4 separate regions of the Sus scrofa genome follow, and all the other regions are linked to region 2. Evidence: chromatin contacts called from public Hi-C and HiChIP or PLAC-seq data. All regions are on one chromosome and are shown on one strand. The core of a region is the stretch at or near the end of the contact, and the rest is flanking DNA. Distances in the headings are between cores, read along the strand shown. Region 1 holds the start of RNMT (mRNA cap guanine-N7 methyltransferase). Region 2 holds the start of LDLRAD4 (low-density lipoprotein receptor class A domain-containing protein 4). Region 3 overlaps LDLRAD4 (low-density lipoprotein receptor class A domain-containing protein 4). Region 4 overlaps LDLRAD4 (low-density lipoprotein receptor class A domain-containing protein 4).

Region 1 (3,958 bases), core at 1,320-3,819, 220 kb after region 2:
GGCTTGGGTCACCACTGAAGCACGGGTTTGATCCTTGGCCCAAGAACTTCCACAGGCTGCAGGCTCGACCAAAAAACTAAACTGTTCAAGGCACTTGGATTAAACCATTGAACAAAATGATGATCCCTGTCTTGCCAGAGTTCACATGCTAGCAAGAAAACATCCTTATCCAGCTATTTTCTTTCTGAACATAATAACCCAAGTGTTAAGTATCAAAACACTTTCTGAAATTCTATGTGCCAGCCAACTTCTAGTTCGGAGTCTCATCTTCTGGCAGGCACTGTTTCATTATAAGCATAAAGTCTGGAGCCAAACTGCTTGAGTCCAAATCCTACCCCAGTACTCCCCAGCTGTATGACCTTGGCCAAGTTACTGATCCCTCGTTTATAAAACAAAAATAATCACAACAACTATCCCACTGGACTATGTAAATTAAAGGAGTTACAATGTGTACTTAATTTGGTACACGGAGGTACTAGAATATCAACTATTATTATTTTAATTAAATTTACAGAAAACCAGTTACTAAGGCAATAGTGGGAGAAAAAAAATAACATCAAAGGTACCTTTAAAAACTTTTATCTAGCCCATTTACTCCTTCACTACTGCCTTCAAGAGTTCATCCCCTATTCCTGAAACCTCATGGAAATCCATTTCATCTGTAACCTACCTTACACTCTTTTCCAAATGCTTATTCACCACACTCCTCCCACCTCAGACTACACTCCATTCTTTATCCCATACTGACCCCAAGGCCCAGCTTCTTTATTCTTTACCCCATAAATACCCCAAGGCCTGCTTCTTTTGTTCTTTATCCCCGAAGTACCTTGAGCCCTTTGCCTTAGGGTACAGGGATCTGAGACTAGTTCTCCCATCTCATTTGGCTGCCCTGTGAATAAACCCTCTCTATGCTGCAAACCTGGGCATCTCAGCGTTTGGCTTGCTGAGAGTTGGGTAATAGTCTCAGCTGAATTTACTTGACTTCTAGGTTAACTTGTATATAAAAGTTACAAAATGTTATCTCCATATAGATCATGCACAACATCAATTCATGGTTAGAGCTTGTATAAACATAGAGTTAAAACGCTTTTAATCTAATGAGAAAATTTCTTAAAAGGTCAAAATTACTTATTTTCCATAAAATTACAACAGCAATTATCTTAAGAAACTTTAGCATCAGAACCAACAAATGTGGCTATGTAATTACCTAGTTCTAAACGCATGTATATGTAAATAGCACGCTCAGTCACTAGGATCTATCTATACCTTTGCAGTTATCTGTAATAACAAAATTAATTCTCAATTTCGATCACTGCATTAAAAAAAAGTACAGTCATCTGAAATTGATGGCTTATCCTCGTTTATTAAAAATAGGCTTCATTCTTGGTCCAAAGTGTATAAGGGATCAACAACCTCAAAAAGGTTATTGCCCACAATTTAGAAGCGAAGTATACACTGCAAACGTTGTTTTCCCCAAAGCGAGGTCTACTTGTTAATATAAGGGTGCCTACCGACAACTATGTAGGCTAGTAAACCCACTTCCGAAGCTGCTTTTAAAGAGATCAATTTTGGTAAACAAGAACTGAAAGCGTATTTCTGATCACTTTTTACACCCTTCAGGTGGGAGGCGCTGCGGCACAATCCATCAACAATCTTAGTCCACAGGCACAGTTTCGACCTAGCATGGGGTGCTAAACCCTGAAGTACGGAGCTTCAGTGCCGCAGGACCTCCAACTGTCTAGCGGAAATTACAGCGAATGGGCCAAAAAAGTGTGTTGACTCCCCCACCCATCCCGTCCCCAAATCCAGCCTACACAGATACCACCACGGAGCCGATTTTCGAAGACAGCTATGGGCTGCTCCTTCCTCCCAAGTCTGACAGATAAGAAGCGCCCTCTCGAGAGAGATCTGGCCCTCCAGAACGCAGCGGTAGGGAGTGACCTGCGGTCCCCAAGAAGCAGCAGGACGCTAAGCTTTCCCGAAGCCAAGTCCAAACGCCCGGGCTCCCAGGCCCCTCCCAGCCGGCGAGCGAGGAAGGGCAGAGCAAAGGGTGAAGGTGGCAGAGCTGAGGCTGGAAAACCGTCCCACAGGGCTTGCAGGACACCGGCCCACAGCGAAGGGCGGGGTGCCCTCTGTCCTCCCCAGGTCCCCGCCCCGGCCGCTCCCCGCTGGGCACCACGCTGAAGCGGCCCTGAGGACTGCCCAACTCCGCCCTCAGAGGCCCGGGCTACCTCAGGACTTGAGACCGCCGCCGCTCCCCGCAGCAGAGTCCAGGCGAACCACTCCGAGTTCCCGCCGTGTCGCCCCACAGAGCCGCCAGCAGAGCGTGGGGTCCGCGCGCCAGAAGCCTCGGGCTCAGGCGACCACGCCTCCCGCCCGCCCCACGCGACCCCGCCAACCACGCGCTCACGCCCCCAAGTGCCGGCGCCTTCAGCTCGCGGCGCGCGGCATGCCGGGACTCGGGCTTCCGGGCCACGTGATCCCGTGCTGCCCGGTAGTGACGTCACAGCGCGCGCGTGGCGAGACGCCTCTTCCGCAAACAGAGTCGTGGATGGCTAGACGGTGAGTGTGTGGCTCCGGCGCTGGGTCCGTACCCTTTGTGTGTGGCGGCCGCCGGGTGGAAGGGGAGCTCTGACTGCTGGCCGGGCTGTTCGGCGGACACCGGTACCCCTTGGCGCGGAGCGCGCCCAGGTCGGAGAGACCCGAGAGCGGCTTCAGGACTGCCAGGCTGTCGGAGCCGGAGCGGCCAGCCGCCTGGCCTGCGCGGAGGGCTGGAACCCGAGCCGGGCCGCCCCGGGCGGCTCTGTGCGTCCTTGGGCCTGAGGAGACCTGGCTGGCTGGCTGGCAGTTCAGACATGGAGCTCACCTGCTGGAGCTCGAGCTCCTGGCCCGTCGTCCCCGGGCAACTTCGGGGGTGACTGCTGCGCAGGTCACGGAGATGCCAGGCAGGTCGTTGATGCGCATCCACGGCTGTGTCTATCGACTCTTTACCCGAGTCTTTCTTCCAGGGTTCCGAAGGGCAGTCCTCTTGCGTCGGGAGCTTAATCATTATTCCACTGGGATGTTGGGTCCAAACATTCGTACCCATTTCTGGGGTCGTTTGAAATTCTGTGCTGTTTATTCTGACTGAATGGTCTTTAGGGCATCTCATCTGTGGAAATATCACAGATAAATATAAATAAATTTAACTTACATTCCCAATACTGAATTTAGGCTTTACATTTACAGTTAAAACTAATTATAGCTAAAGATAATAAATTGCTTTGATTTATTTGGAATTAAAACCGGCTTCTACTTCTTATTAGGAAGTAATTAGCAAGGAGGAGAGCTAGGGACTTGATAATTTGGTGGGCAGTTTTATTAGATAATCATTTTAAGTAGTTATTCAGAAAATTACATTTATGGGTAATTCTTTTTCTCTGTTTCAGTTCTTCCAGTTTTGGCACGTCTTGGTATTTTGTTACCTCAAACCTTGGGTAGTAAAAGCTAATATCCTTTGAAACCCTTACTGATTTAGAGTGATTTTTTACCCATTTCGTTAAGTGACTATTTCTGCTCTAGAGAGAAGAAATACTCAGAAGACTTTGTCTCTCTCTTTGTAACTTTTAAGTTCTGAATTTGCTGAATCTTACTGAGTTTTGGACTTTTGCTTTCTCTTCTCCACTTGGTTTTAATAATACAGCCTAACGTTTTAATAGTGGTATATATAAGCTGTAAACTTTCTGAAGACTCACTCACAGTGCCTTATTGAGCTTTTCTGTAGTAGGAGTTAACTAAACTTGTTGAAGTACTTATTAAGTTCTTATCCAGTAAATAGTTCACTTATTTCTCTCCAACTCCCATTTCACACATAGGCCTAAATACATTTGAAAAAGACTAATGGTCCTTAAGTTGCTGGCTGAGTCTTGAAACTTTTTGTCCAGCCATTCTGCTTTCTTGGATTTCTAATCTCATTCTG
Region 2 (3,780 bases), core at 831-3,330:
TTGCTCAGTGGGTTAAGGATCCAGAGTTGCTGTGGCTCTGGTGTAGGCTGGCGGCTACAGTTCCGATTGGACCCCTAGCCTGGGAATCTCCATATGCCTTGGGAAGCAGACCTAGAAAAGGCAAAAAGACAAAAACAAACAAACAAACAAACAAAAAAACCAAAAAAACCCCCCCAAAACCCAACTACTTTCAGTTGATTTCCACCCAAGTTAGTGATGTTTTACCTCAATGTGATTTACTGGTCTATATACCACTGTGTTCTGTTCATCCTCCAACCTCTCTGGAACCCTTCATGTCAGGCAGACACAGTCCTGTGTGCTTGGGACACACGTGCTCTGTCCTGAGTTAAAGGAAGTCCAGCTTTCCTGGTTTCCCCACAGCGTGAAGGAGAGGTTACTGATGGTCAGTAAGCCGAAATGTTGTGCTGGATTTGACAGAGAGCGAAGGTACATGGAAATGCCTCCGGCTCTGTCACTACTGTGATGAGTGTTTGTGCAGGGGTGGTGGGGGTGGCAGGGGAAAGCTGACATGAGAACAAACATGAGGACAGACGGAGGGGCAGGGGGGCTTCTTCCCGGGGTTCTTTTCCAGAAATAGGAACAGAAACCTGCAGTTTCTAGTTATAAATGAGGACAACGAATGACAACAACAGAAATTGGAATGTATGAATACGAGTCATTACAAATGGTAAAATGGATGCGATGATTTAAAATTAGGTCTCTCGGAGTTCCCATCATGGCACAGTGGTTGATGAATCTGACTAGTAACGATGGGGTTGCGGGTTCAATCCCTGGCCTTGCTCAGTGGGTTAAGGATCCGGCGTTGCCGTGAGCTGTGGTGTAGGTCTCAGATGTGGCTCAGATCCCGAGTTGCTGTGGCTGTGGCGGAACCTGGCGGCTACAGCTCTGATTAGACCCCTAGTCTAGGAACCTCCACATGCCATGGGTGTGGCCCTAGAAAAGGCAAAAAGACCAAAAAAAAAAAAAAATTAAAATAAGGTCTCCATTGAAGAGGGTTAAACCACACATGAGGAAATTATTTACAAGTGAAATAGAAAGCAAACTGTTTCCTGTTCTTGAAAGGAGCATTTTCTTCACTGGCCATGGGCAGTTTCAAGGTTAGAAGGAAAAAGCCATTTCTATTCTGATCTCGGGAGGGGGAAGAACAGTTCCTTCAACCTGTGGCTGCTATTCCTGTGGCACATGAATCATCACTGCACAAGTGGATGCTTGTCAGGCTCAGGTGACCCGTGCTGAGCACCTGCCAGCTTATTGCTCCCTTAAAGACACGCTCCTGGTGGGCAGAATCACAGCTGTCCCAGGAGTCCAGACACGCCTCTGTCCCTTGCTGAGGCCAGGTGGACTGCAGGCATGTCAGCGCTGCCTCACGCAGGCAGGTGGCAGTGTGGGCCAACTCCAGCTTCCTGTGCCGCCACTTAGGACTGCCAAACCCATCTCTGTAGTCTGGGGACTTAATCTTTCATGGCCTCGATTTTCTCATCTGTTAAACGGGAGAGTAATAGCTGCCACCGTCATTCTGAGCATTGCATTAGATACTGTCTGTAAAGGACTTAGCACAAGGCTTGGCTCCAGGCTTTCAGTAAGTGGTAGTTAGCATTGTATTACCTATAAGGACTCATCAAATCCGACGGAGCAGTTATCTTCACAGTTTCAGAGACCTGGGGACACTTTAAGGGAAGTTGAATTAGGCCAACATTTCACATACAAACAAGTTATTGACAAATTAAAGTAGATTACAAAAGATCATTTTCTCTGATACTATGGAAGTATGAGCTGGTCAGCTCTGGGTGGAGGTGTGAAAATCAGCTGCTTTAATTAGCTGCACCTCTGTTAGACTCTCCCTGAATCGCCAGGTTGGTATATTTTAGTGTGTCTGTCTGCTGGGGTCTTAATGTTGGCAGGGACACCTGTCTAATTGCGTGGCTGTAATACAGCTGGGTTAGAATGTCTGTACACCACGCAGTTACCAGCCCTATGGTCAGGTTGGCGGATGTGCGCGCTAGTATTTCTGACAACACGCTCATTGTCCGCTCTCAAGGGGACTTGGTGTCTGAACCCGCCTTCAGAGGAAGACAGAGGTGAGTCCTCCACGGAGAACGGGTCGCAGCGGGAAGAATCCAGCTGACCTTCCCACCTGGAGCCATTTCCCGTATAAAGGGCCGGGATCCTAAGGGGCTGATTGGGGGGGGTGCAGTCCTACTGTGCGTCTCGGGCGGTGCCGGAAGGCCGGTTGCCTGGGGCACTCGCAGCCGCGTGGTACTTGCGCGCAGACCCCCTCCCCGCCAGCCCTGCAGCGCCCCAGCCGCTGTCTCCCGGCTCCTGGATGGAGTTCCCCGTCCGGCCGGCGGTGGGCGCGCGCCCCGCAAGGCCCGAGCCGCGGCTTGTGCGCAGCCGGGGGTCCCGCGGCCTGGGCGCCCGCTCGCCCCGCTCGGTGCCCGCGGCCCACGGAGGTCGGCGGGGCCCGCGCGGGGTCCTGCCGGCCCACTCCGCCCCGCCCCGCCCGGCCGCCGCCGGTCCCGCTCGGAGGGGGATGGGGAGGGCGGAGAGACCGGCGGATTGCGAGGCAGGCGCTGCCGCGGCGAGCGGGCCGCCTGGAGACAGACGGCGCGGAGGCGGAGGCTGTACCCGCCGCACCGTCTCGCTTCCCCGCCCGGTGCTGCGAGCTGGCCGGCCGGGCCGGGGATCCCCTGCGAGCCGGCAAGAAGCCGCCGCCGTCACACCGGCTGCGCGTCCAGGGAGACTGGAAGGGGGCGGAAAGCGCGGGGAGCTCGGTCCGATCCCGGCCCTTAAAGCCGCCTGGCCGCGCCCCGCCACCCCCGCGCCACCGGCCGCTCGGGGGGCGCCGGCTGCCAGCGCTCCTGAACCGCAGACGCAGGTGAGTGCGACCCTGTGCTGCGGCGCTCGCGGCGTCGGGCCAAGTTCCGCGCCGCGCGGGCCAGGGGTGCGGGCGGGGGGGACAGGACGTCCGCGTATGGGCGCCGTCGGCAGGCCGCCCGCCCGAGAGTCGGGTCAGGGTGCGGGGTGGGCACGGCGGCGTCCCGGGCGCTCCTTGGGGGCGGGCGCCGCCCCCACAGCGTTGCCTGTTTCTCGGTGCCCCACGCGGTTTTGCCCCCCGCGGTTGTGCGCCGCCGCGGGTCGGGGACGCGCTGGGCGGGCAGATTGTGCGGGACCTGTCTGAGTTTGCGGGGAGGGAAGGGCGGAGGGGAGTACGCTGGACCTCGCGTCCCCCGGCACCCCGCGCACAGAGTCGGGCGTGGGCGGCAGGGAGCTCTCGGCGTTAGCTGGGAAGTCGTCGTCCCCGCGCCGCTGGCTCTCAGGCTGCGCCCCGAGCCCGCAGGAAGCGGGCGTGTACAGAATTTCTGTGACCCTCGCGGCGGAATAAACAGGAAGCGACGAGCACCCAGCCGGGCCGCCCCTGCCTGCCTTTGTTGTGCGGTCTGCCCGGCGCTGCCCTGAGGACACTTCTCGGACCCTCGCCGGCCGCCCCGGGTCTGGATTCGCCCGGTAAGTGCGCCGCGGGAGACCTGGGCTCGGTGCTGAGCAGCTAGCAGTGCCGGCCCCCACGGCATTGGCTTGTTTTCAAACTTTTTTTTTTTTTTTTTTTTTTTTTTTTTAACTGGAAAAGGAGGAGGACGGGGACCGTGGCGGGTGGGTGGCACCTGGAGAGGGCAGGTGGGCCGGGCCGCTTCCCGGGTGAGCGCGCGCGCGGGTTGGCACAGCCGGAAACTCACAACACGCAGGCACCCTGGCAGGCGCAGA
Region 3 (3,691 bases), core at 908-3,407, 170 kb after region 2:
CCAAGCCTCCCTGATTCGGAAGGTGTGCTTTGTGCAAAGCCCTTCCTCACGTGGCCCCTGGCGCCTCTACCCACGCCCGTGGGAGGCCACAGACCTGTGCAGCTTGTCCCTGGCCATGGGAGGACAGAGGGAGACCGTGGTGGCCGAGGCCCCTCAGCTTGTGGCACCACAGCGTCCCTGAGACACTGTGCCAGGGAGCAGGGGCACAGGGTGGTCTGGCCCTGAATTCGGTGCAAGCAGCCATTTCTGGATGAAAATGGAGAGTGAGCTGACTTCCATGAAGTTATAAGCAAAGCAGGTGCTTACGTAGCAGCGGCTGCAGTTGTGTTGGGTTTGCGACAAAAGCCGGATGTGTTCTTGCTGAGTTGGCCTTGCCTTAGTGCTTGGAGCCTGGTTTATGTGATTCAGGAGTTTTGAGACTTGTCTCGATTTCATTATCTTGGACCGCTAAGTAATGGGAAAACAGTAGAAGGGCCTCAGTCTTCCAGACACATCTCTGGCTGGCCCTGAAAGATGTTTGCACCTGTCGCTGGAGCCTCTCCAGAGCTAGGAGAGGCCTTTCTGAAGCCTACCCTGTAGCCCAGCCCTCAGGGCCAGCCAGCCTGCCTGGATGAGGTGGAGGTAGCTGGCCACCGACTAGGAACAGCGGAGGGACAGGAACATTTTCTTCGCTTCGAACCACGTGAATTCTGCTTGTGCAGCCATTTTGACCTGTAAAACCAGCAATTTCAATTAACAAAATAACTAAAGGAGTTGTGTCGGGCATGTCTTCATTACCAGCTGCTGCAGGGATTAAATCAACTATGAAGTACGGTGCATGGCCTCCCTGGAGCCAAAGCAGCTCCAGGCCGGCAGTTGGGGCCCCAGCCTCACCAGCCCTGCCAGCTCTGTGGTCCCCCCACAGGCTGCCTTGACAAAAGTTGCTCCGTCTTGTAAGAACGGGGAAATTTCACGTAAAAGTGGAAATTTACACCTTTCCTTGAAAAGCGAGCATATCGGCCACACTGGCTTGTACTCCTGCTTTACTCCCCAGGCTGGGGCCGACCTCTGGCTGGGGTCCCACCCCTGCATGGGGCCTCAGCTGCAGGCAGCTTTGCCTGGTGATTGCTTTTAGAGAAAACAATTTCTTCTGCCCTCATGTCTCCACTGTAAAGCTGAAAACAAAGATGGATGAAGAGGGCCATTGGCTCCCAGAAAAATGAGAGGACTTCCTTGTGGAAGTAAGATCATTCTCACTAGATGGGCTGTTCAGCCAGGTGAGTCTGGGCAGGATAGCTGCCCAGGCCCGTGCTTGGGGCAGGGCCACAGTCTGTGGGCTCCTCTCCATCCCTGGATGCCTCGAGAAGCCACTCCGGCTACACTGCAGGTATGGCCAGGTCCAGGGAAGGGCAGGCCCACAGCCCATTCTGGCCCCTGTGCCTCAGCCTTAGCTCATCCCTGCCTACGTCAGCCTGCATTAGGAAAGCATTTCTAAAATGATAGATGTGAACCATTTTCAGTGCAAAAAACGAGCGCCTGATGGTGAAGTGTAGCGGGCGAGGCTCTGACCGCTGGCTGGCCAGGGCACAGGCTCCCCACGCTGGATTCCTGCCACCCCGTTTCAGGCACTGGATCCTACCGTCTGCCTCCTGTTTGTCTCTGCAGGAACATGCCTTTTGCAGACCAGCTATTTAAAAGGTTCCTCCTTGAAGCATTAGGAGATTAAACAATTTTAAGAGCTTCAAATGAGAATGTCTCCTTCAAGTAAGAGAAAGGAGGCCAAGTTGCTGGCAGAAATTGGATAAGGACACTGGGCCATGGGTATAACACAGTGAGTCCCCAAGACGTGTCTTTAAAGCAAGCGAGTAACTCAGATCATCTTTATGCTGGTGAGCTTGTTCCGAACGGTTCTAACGTTACCTTCAGAGCTTACAGGTTATTATTAGTAACATTTTCAAGAGGCTTTTTAAAGAACTTCTCAATGATGGCAAGTCTTCCTTTTTCTTACCTGTTCTCTGAGGATGGATTTGATTTTTGGTACCAGCCAAACTTTGTTTAGAGTCTTCAGATGTTGCTGATGAAGTTCATGATATCGTTTTGGTGTACAGCCCAGGGCGACAATGAGTAAGGCTGGTGTTAGCTGAGCTGCAAGCTGGCCCTGTAGAGAAAGGTCGAAAGGACACAGGGAGTGGCGGTGGACAGAGGGAGGGCCTGGCCTGTGTTAAGACTCCTGCGAGGAGACGTGTCTGTGTGGTGCTTTTACAGTGAGAACACACCCTCTGCTCACGTAGGCTGATGCTCGAGACTGTCCCAGACTGTTCTGAGCATCTGTAGCCTACGGCCTCCCAAGGGAGTGCATTTGAACATGGTCTGTATTGTGACAAACAGGCTATCCTCAGAGTTTTAACTAAAATTGATAAAAATTTTTATGAACCAGTTTTAGCAGCCTTCTAAATAGGCATTATCATTAATAATCTAAGTTTGTTTCGTCTCTTTTTACTTTGTTCCTAAAAATTGGTGTGGTTTGTTCTGGGGGAAAAAAATCCTCTAATTCTAATTCCGAGTGGCCCTTGTTGGGGAGGCTCCCAGGGCTGTCAGAGACACCAAGGGAGGTGGCCGGGGCCTGGCTTTGTCCCCCCACCAGCTCTGTGGCCGCAGGGAAGCACTCGCTCTGTGCCTCTCACATGCGACAGGAGGCTCACGCGTGTGGGTCCCCCTGGCGCCCACGCTTGCTGCTCACTCTCCCAGCCGAGCCCAGGAGGCACTGCACACTCCTTTGCTGCCTGCTTCCTAGTGGCCTCACTGATCTGTTCGGTGTTCTGCACATGGAAGGGTTCGCTTTCTTCTCTTCCCAGCAGAGCTTCCTTCGAGATTTGTCTTTCTCTCAAGGGCCGAGCCCTGGGTGGAGTGGAGTTGGGAGGGAGAGGTAGCTGGAGAGTCTGGTTCAGGGAGGACACTGACGTCATGAGGAGCTGCCCTCACACCTGAGCAGTTACTGCCGTCCTCGGGCACAGTGGTGGGAGAGGCAGCAGCCCTGAAGCCTTGGCTGCTGGAGAGGCTGCCCGGGGAAAGGAAGAACAGAGAAAACTGATTTTATCAGAAGGCAAAGGTGTTGCTGCAGATGCAATCATTTTTGCCGATGCTTTGAAAGTCTCACCCTAGGACAGGGAGAAAAACAGATTTTCAAATATTTAAGGCCATGTGATATGTTCATTCACTGGGAAGGGGGAACCTTTGAGTAGAAGCCAAAATATTCAGCAGGGGCCTTGCTTTGCACAAACTGTGTCACCACAAAGGGATTTACACATACTGCTGTCTGAGGTCACATCACAGCAGCTCAAGGCCACTTGCCCTCACAGACCCACACCTGGGTGGATGTTAGGGGTTGTCTGTCTGGTAATACGAAGTTGTCACCACCTTTGTTCTGGGAAAAACCAGAGAGTGAAGAGGGGGCCTGCTCACACACAGGACGTGGGGCCCACTTCCTTCTCCCCATAGCTGGATGCCCTTCTAAGTGTCCTGGGGCTGGAGGGATAGCCTGGTGCATCCTGCTCCGTTCCAGTGTCTCCAGTAACCTTACTAGGAACAGGTACACCAGACCTGGCTTGAGAACGAGGCCAGTAAGAAAGCAAACTGGAGTGCGCTGAGCAGCCAGAGGGGGCAGGCCAACTTGCTTGTGTCCCAGCAGCTTCGCTGAGGTGACAGAGGGTGG
Region 4 (3,892 bases), core at 237-2,736, 140 kb after region 2:
GTCTGGGGCTCCAGGACTGTCAGGACCAAGAGGAGGCTGAGACGGTGGGCAAGCAGCAGCCTTAAGACCCTTGGCCCCTGGCCCGGGGGGTGGTAGTGGGGTCTTGCCTGCTGCCCCCACCCACACTCTTGATTCTGTAGCTTGGCCTAACACTCGCCTGGTCTGCTGCTGCAGATACTGGTCCATCTTTCCATCCAACCTAAATCTTACCGTGGATGCTGAGCCATGTTCCTCTTGGAGATGAAGAGCCCAGGAGAGCAGAGTTCAGCCTTTAAAGTATCCAGTCACCCTGAGGGCGTTTGCAGTCAGGGGACTCGAGTCGCACTGAACTGGGTTGAATCATGTGATGGTCTCAGAGGGAGGATGATTCAGAAATTTGGCTCTGGTTTTGGTCTCTGTGCTGAGGTTGGCAAGGGCGTTGGGAGGTGGGCGCAGAGTGTGATTTTGAGGTTTGTGGCCATTACGGCCCAACTACTGTGTTGCCGTCAGCCTGCGCTAAGGTCCGTGGTGTAGACCCTCAGGTGCACATGGCCACCTGCTTCAGCGCGTCCACAGGGGCCCCACAGGGCTGGGAGAGGTCGCCAGGCAGCGGGGTCCAGCCTCCTCATTAATGAGGTCAAGATTGGGTTTTTATTTGTTTAAGAGACATTGAAAATGTGCATGTGTGCACGAGATGCGGTAAGTGTGATGAATTGATGAGTTTAAAGCCAGAAGGTCCCTGCCTCGGGTGTGGCTCCTGGCTTACCTCCAGTGCGGCTGCATAGTGAGGTCAGTCCGATGGGGGGCAGCTTGGGTATTCATTCCTGCCCACCCCCCCCAACTCTGCCTTCAGGTACCCTTGAGGAAGGCTCGGTCTTGGTCTCACACCTCCGCACCCCCTTCTGGAATAAAGCCTGTGGGAGGAGAGCCTTATTTCCAGCTCCCTGCTGAGTGAGTGAGATGGTGAAGGTTTGACCTTGAGCTGCCCTGCAGGTGGTCCTTCCTGAACCCCATGAAGATGGACACTCAGGTGCTAGCGCCCAGAGCAAAAGTCCTGGCTCTTTGACTGGGTAAAGGCTGATGTCAGAGGCCTCACCCAGTAATGACAGGGAACATTTAAATTAAAGGAGCCTTGAACATTTCTGTAAATGCTTCTGTAGATGAAATGCTGGCGCAGGAGTGTCTGCTATTGACGGTAACCACGGAGACAGACAGACCATCAGGGGAGCGGCCCTGAGACCTGTGGGTGTCTGCACTGTTGTGCCCATAATTTGTCAGGCCTTAAGACAGGTCGTCAAAAATGGATAGGGTAGCACATTTGGAATTGCTTTGCAGAAGGGAGGAGGCTGGCGATCTACCACATTTCCAAACAGTACAGCTACCAAGGCAGCTTGAAGTAGGCCTCAGCCCCCCCCCCCTTTCTCTGTGGGAGGAGGAAACCCCAGCTCTTTCCAGATTTATAACCACCGGGGGCTCCACTCGGTTGTATGCGAAAGGGACTGCGCCCTCTGTTTGGGAGGCTGGAGTGGGGAGCGGAGGGAGAGGCTGGCTCCTTTCCTTCTGTGCCTGCTAACGTGATTGCAGCAAAACCCCGACTTCCCCATTCTCGGTCTTAACCAGGTACGATGGCTAAGTATTAATATTAATGAGCAAAATAACAATAATCAAACTGGCAGCCGCGTGGAATGAATGTGGTCTCCTGGAGGAGAAATATTTAACTGTTGTGTCCTGCCAGTTAGAGAGATTCTGGCATTAAACCTAGACATTACCTCATCCTCCTGGGCAGACAGCCGATTTCGATGCTAAGCAAGTCTGCAGAGCGAGGAGCTGCGGATACCTGCCTGATTGGCTGCATGGCCCGTTCCCTGGTTGGAAGCGATGTCTCTGAGGGTCCCTGTCTGTCTGGGTCTGCCCCTCGGTTCCTTGCTCTCTCTAGCCTTCACAGGGTTGTCGTTGTCTGTTTTCCAATTGCGGATTTTTTTTTTTTTTTTTTTTCCTAATCTTGAAGGGCACATTGTGAAACGGTCTGCCAGCCAGGTGGGCAGGTTAGTTAATACACACAGACCTGGAAGATGAGAATGATGGGGAGGGACAGTGAAGGGAGCCTATGTGTACGGGTGTCTAAGCATCCCCACACTCAGGCACACGCACCCCTCCCACTTTGTAAGAATCGGGGATCAGTGAGTGAAACAGGTTTCTTGGTTGGTTGGTTGAATTCATGATAAACACAGGGGCATTCCATAATGAAGGGGGTGTTATTTCAAGATTTTTAGCGGGGCACTTCCTGTTGTGGCCCAGATGTTAACGAACCCGACTAGGATCCATGAGGATGCAGGTTCGAGCCCTGGCCTCGCTCAGTGGTCAGGGATCCGCCATTGCTGTGAACTGTGGTGTGGCTTTCAGATGTGGCTTGGATCCTGCTCGGCTGTGGCTGTGGCTGGCAGCTGTAGCTCTGATTGACCCCTAGCCTGGGAACTTTCATATGCTGCGTGTACAGTCCTAAAAAAGCAAGCAAGCAAAAAAAAAAAGTTTTTTAGCAACTAAAATTATATATATATATACACACACACACACATATGTGTGTGTGTGTGTGTGTGTGTGTGTGTGTGTGTGTGTGTGTATCTGTACCCGTGGCATATGGAAGTTCCCCGGCCAGGGATTGAATCCGAGCCACAGCTGCATCCTTTAAGCCACTGCGCCGTGGCGGGAACTCCAAGCAACTAAAATAATATGTTGAAACATTCGAAATTGTACTAAAAGTGTGTTTTTGATGCTTCTAACCTGAGAAAACACTTAGAATCATTTTGTTCTACTGGCCTCACACCTCTTTGATATTAGTGCTATAGACAGTAGAGAAGTCATGGCTAGGCACAACAGACACATCTGGGTTAGAAAGTACAGTCTTTGGGTTTTGTTGAGAATATTGATAACACTTTGAATTATCACTAAGGTACCCAGTGTCCATTCCTTAAGTTTTCTGAGTAGCGTTTGGAAAACCACACCACCTGCCTCAGGACCAGCTTCCTTTTGTCTCATATCACGTAGGTTTTGTGCTGTTCCTCTAGGTAATATGTTTTCTCAGTGGGTGTCACACCTTCTACACGTCCGAAAATAGCCTCCGTGTTGCCCTGATTTTTAACCAGCTCTTAGGACTGTCTTGAAATGCATTCTGTGGTCATTTTTTTCTAAAATGCTTTTATTAGTGAATACTAATTAGTGGCCTGAATGTTATCACATTTTTGTGTATGAAGTTCATTCCAGCCACCAAGTCATTAAAAAAAACACGCTAATCCTGAAAGTGTTAAGCTCATGGGTGTGTGCAATGATGGCCATCTAGTAAGTTCTCAGCTGTTAATTAGCTCTTTCTGGAAGACGAGTACCCCCTCATCTTCCTGCTGGTGGCCCTGCGTCTTACTGCTCACGGGGGCAGGGACTGCCCACTGGGAGGGTCACGGGCCCAGCTGTGAGGTGATCACCTAAGGAAAGCTCTCCCTGACCTTCCGGCAGATCCCGACTTCCCCAATGGCCTCTGGGCTCATCCCTGGAGCAGCCCCGTGTCCACAGCTCCCCGTGACCATGTGGGGTGCGTCTTTTCCCGTCTGCAGGGGCTTCCCATCCACAGGTGGTTGTCGGTCGGTAGACGCACATGTCTGCTGCCCTCGGAAGGAAATGCATGAGGACAGAGGGTGACAGCAGTCTGCTGTGCTCGTGATTAATACAAGGGTATTACACGAAGCTTTACGTTTTGACTGCGTGTGTGAATTCTGTCCCTTGTAGTTTATCTGTGACCCCTATCAACTGATGATGTGTGGGAAATGTTTCTAATTTATAAACTGGAAAGTGGAAATGGACACTAAGGGTTGTTTTTTTAAAATCTTACTTCATGGCTTTTCCCCTCGGTGACAGGGAAGAT

What was found. A called contact is a pair of places that touch in the nucleus more often than the background predicts. HiChIP or PLAC-seq counts read pairs in DNA pulled down with a chosen protein or histone mark.
Region 1: a contact with region 2 is called in an H3K27ac HiChIP or PLAC-seq map of skeletal muscle, with 4 times the contacts expected there. The contact joins the promoter of RNMT here to the promoter of LDLRAD4 in region 2. A contact is called at or near these places in 1 of 5 promoter capture datasets (liver), 6 of 47 Hi-C or Micro-C datasets (heart right ventricle, liver, mesenteric adipose tissue and 2 more) and 1 of 2 datasets of contacts at active chromatin or transcription factors (skeletal muscle).
Region 3: a contact with region 2 is called in a Hi-C map of skeletal muscle, with 8 times the contacts expected there. The contact joins the enhancer-like site here to the promoter of LDLRAD4 in region 2. A contact is called at or near these places in 5 of 5 promoter capture datasets (fetal liver, fetal skeletal muscle, liver and 1 more), 29 of 47 Hi-C or Micro-C datasets (alveolar macrophages, blood, embryonic fibroblasts and 14 more) and 1 of 2 datasets of contacts at active chromatin or transcription factors (skeletal muscle).
Region 4: a contact with region 2 is called in a Hi-C map of subcutaneous adipose tissue, with 2.1 times the contacts expected there. The contact joins the enhancer-like site here to the promoter of LDLRAD4 in region 2. A contact is called at or near these places in 3 of 5 promoter capture datasets (fetal liver and liver), 8 of 47 Hi-C or Micro-C datasets (embryonic fibroblasts, fetal liver, liver and 3 more) and 1 of 2 datasets of contacts at active chromatin or transcription factors (skeletal muscle).

What each region holds. Positions count from the first base shown.
Region 1 is chr6:96,361,425-96,365,382 of Sscrofa11.1, reverse strand. It overlaps RNMT (mRNA cap guanine-N7 methyltransferase), which reads left to right and starts at 2,569. Exons shown (of 12, transcript XM_021096015.1): 1 at 2,569-2,949. FAM210A (protein FAM210A) reads right to left here and starts at 1,943. Exons shown (of 5, transcript XM_021096018.1): 1 at 1,829-1,943.
Region 2 is chr6:96,576,462-96,580,241 of Sscrofa11.1, reverse strand. It overlaps LDLRAD4 (low-density lipoprotein receptor class A domain-containing protein 4), which reads left to right and starts at 2,080. Exons shown (of 7, transcript XM_021096017.1): 1 at 2,080-2,099.
Region 3 is chr6:96,410,932-96,414,622 of Sscrofa11.1, reverse strand. The region is part of intron 5 of LDLRAD4 (low-density lipoprotein receptor class A domain-containing protein 4); the gene reads left to right. Among named protein-coding and RNA genes, the nearest start is that of FAM210A, 49 kb to the right of the region's middle. Within about 2 kb of position 2,157, at least 1 of the 83 cell types and tissues checked has an H3K27ac peak or open chromatin away from gene starts, as enhancers often do. A contact at or near this core is called in skeletal muscle, where this site is marked.
Region 4 is chr6:96,431,460-96,435,351 of Sscrofa11.1, reverse strand. The region is part of intron 4 of LDLRAD4 (low-density lipoprotein receptor class A domain-containing protein 4); the gene reads left to right. Among named protein-coding and RNA genes, the nearest start is that of TRNAD-GUC, 31 kb to the left of the region's middle. Within about 2 kb of position 1,486, at least 20 of the 83 cell types and tissues checked have an H3K27ac peak or open chromatin away from gene starts, as enhancers often do. A contact at or near this core is called in retroperitoneal adipose tissue, skeletal muscle and subcutaneous adipose tissue, where this site is marked.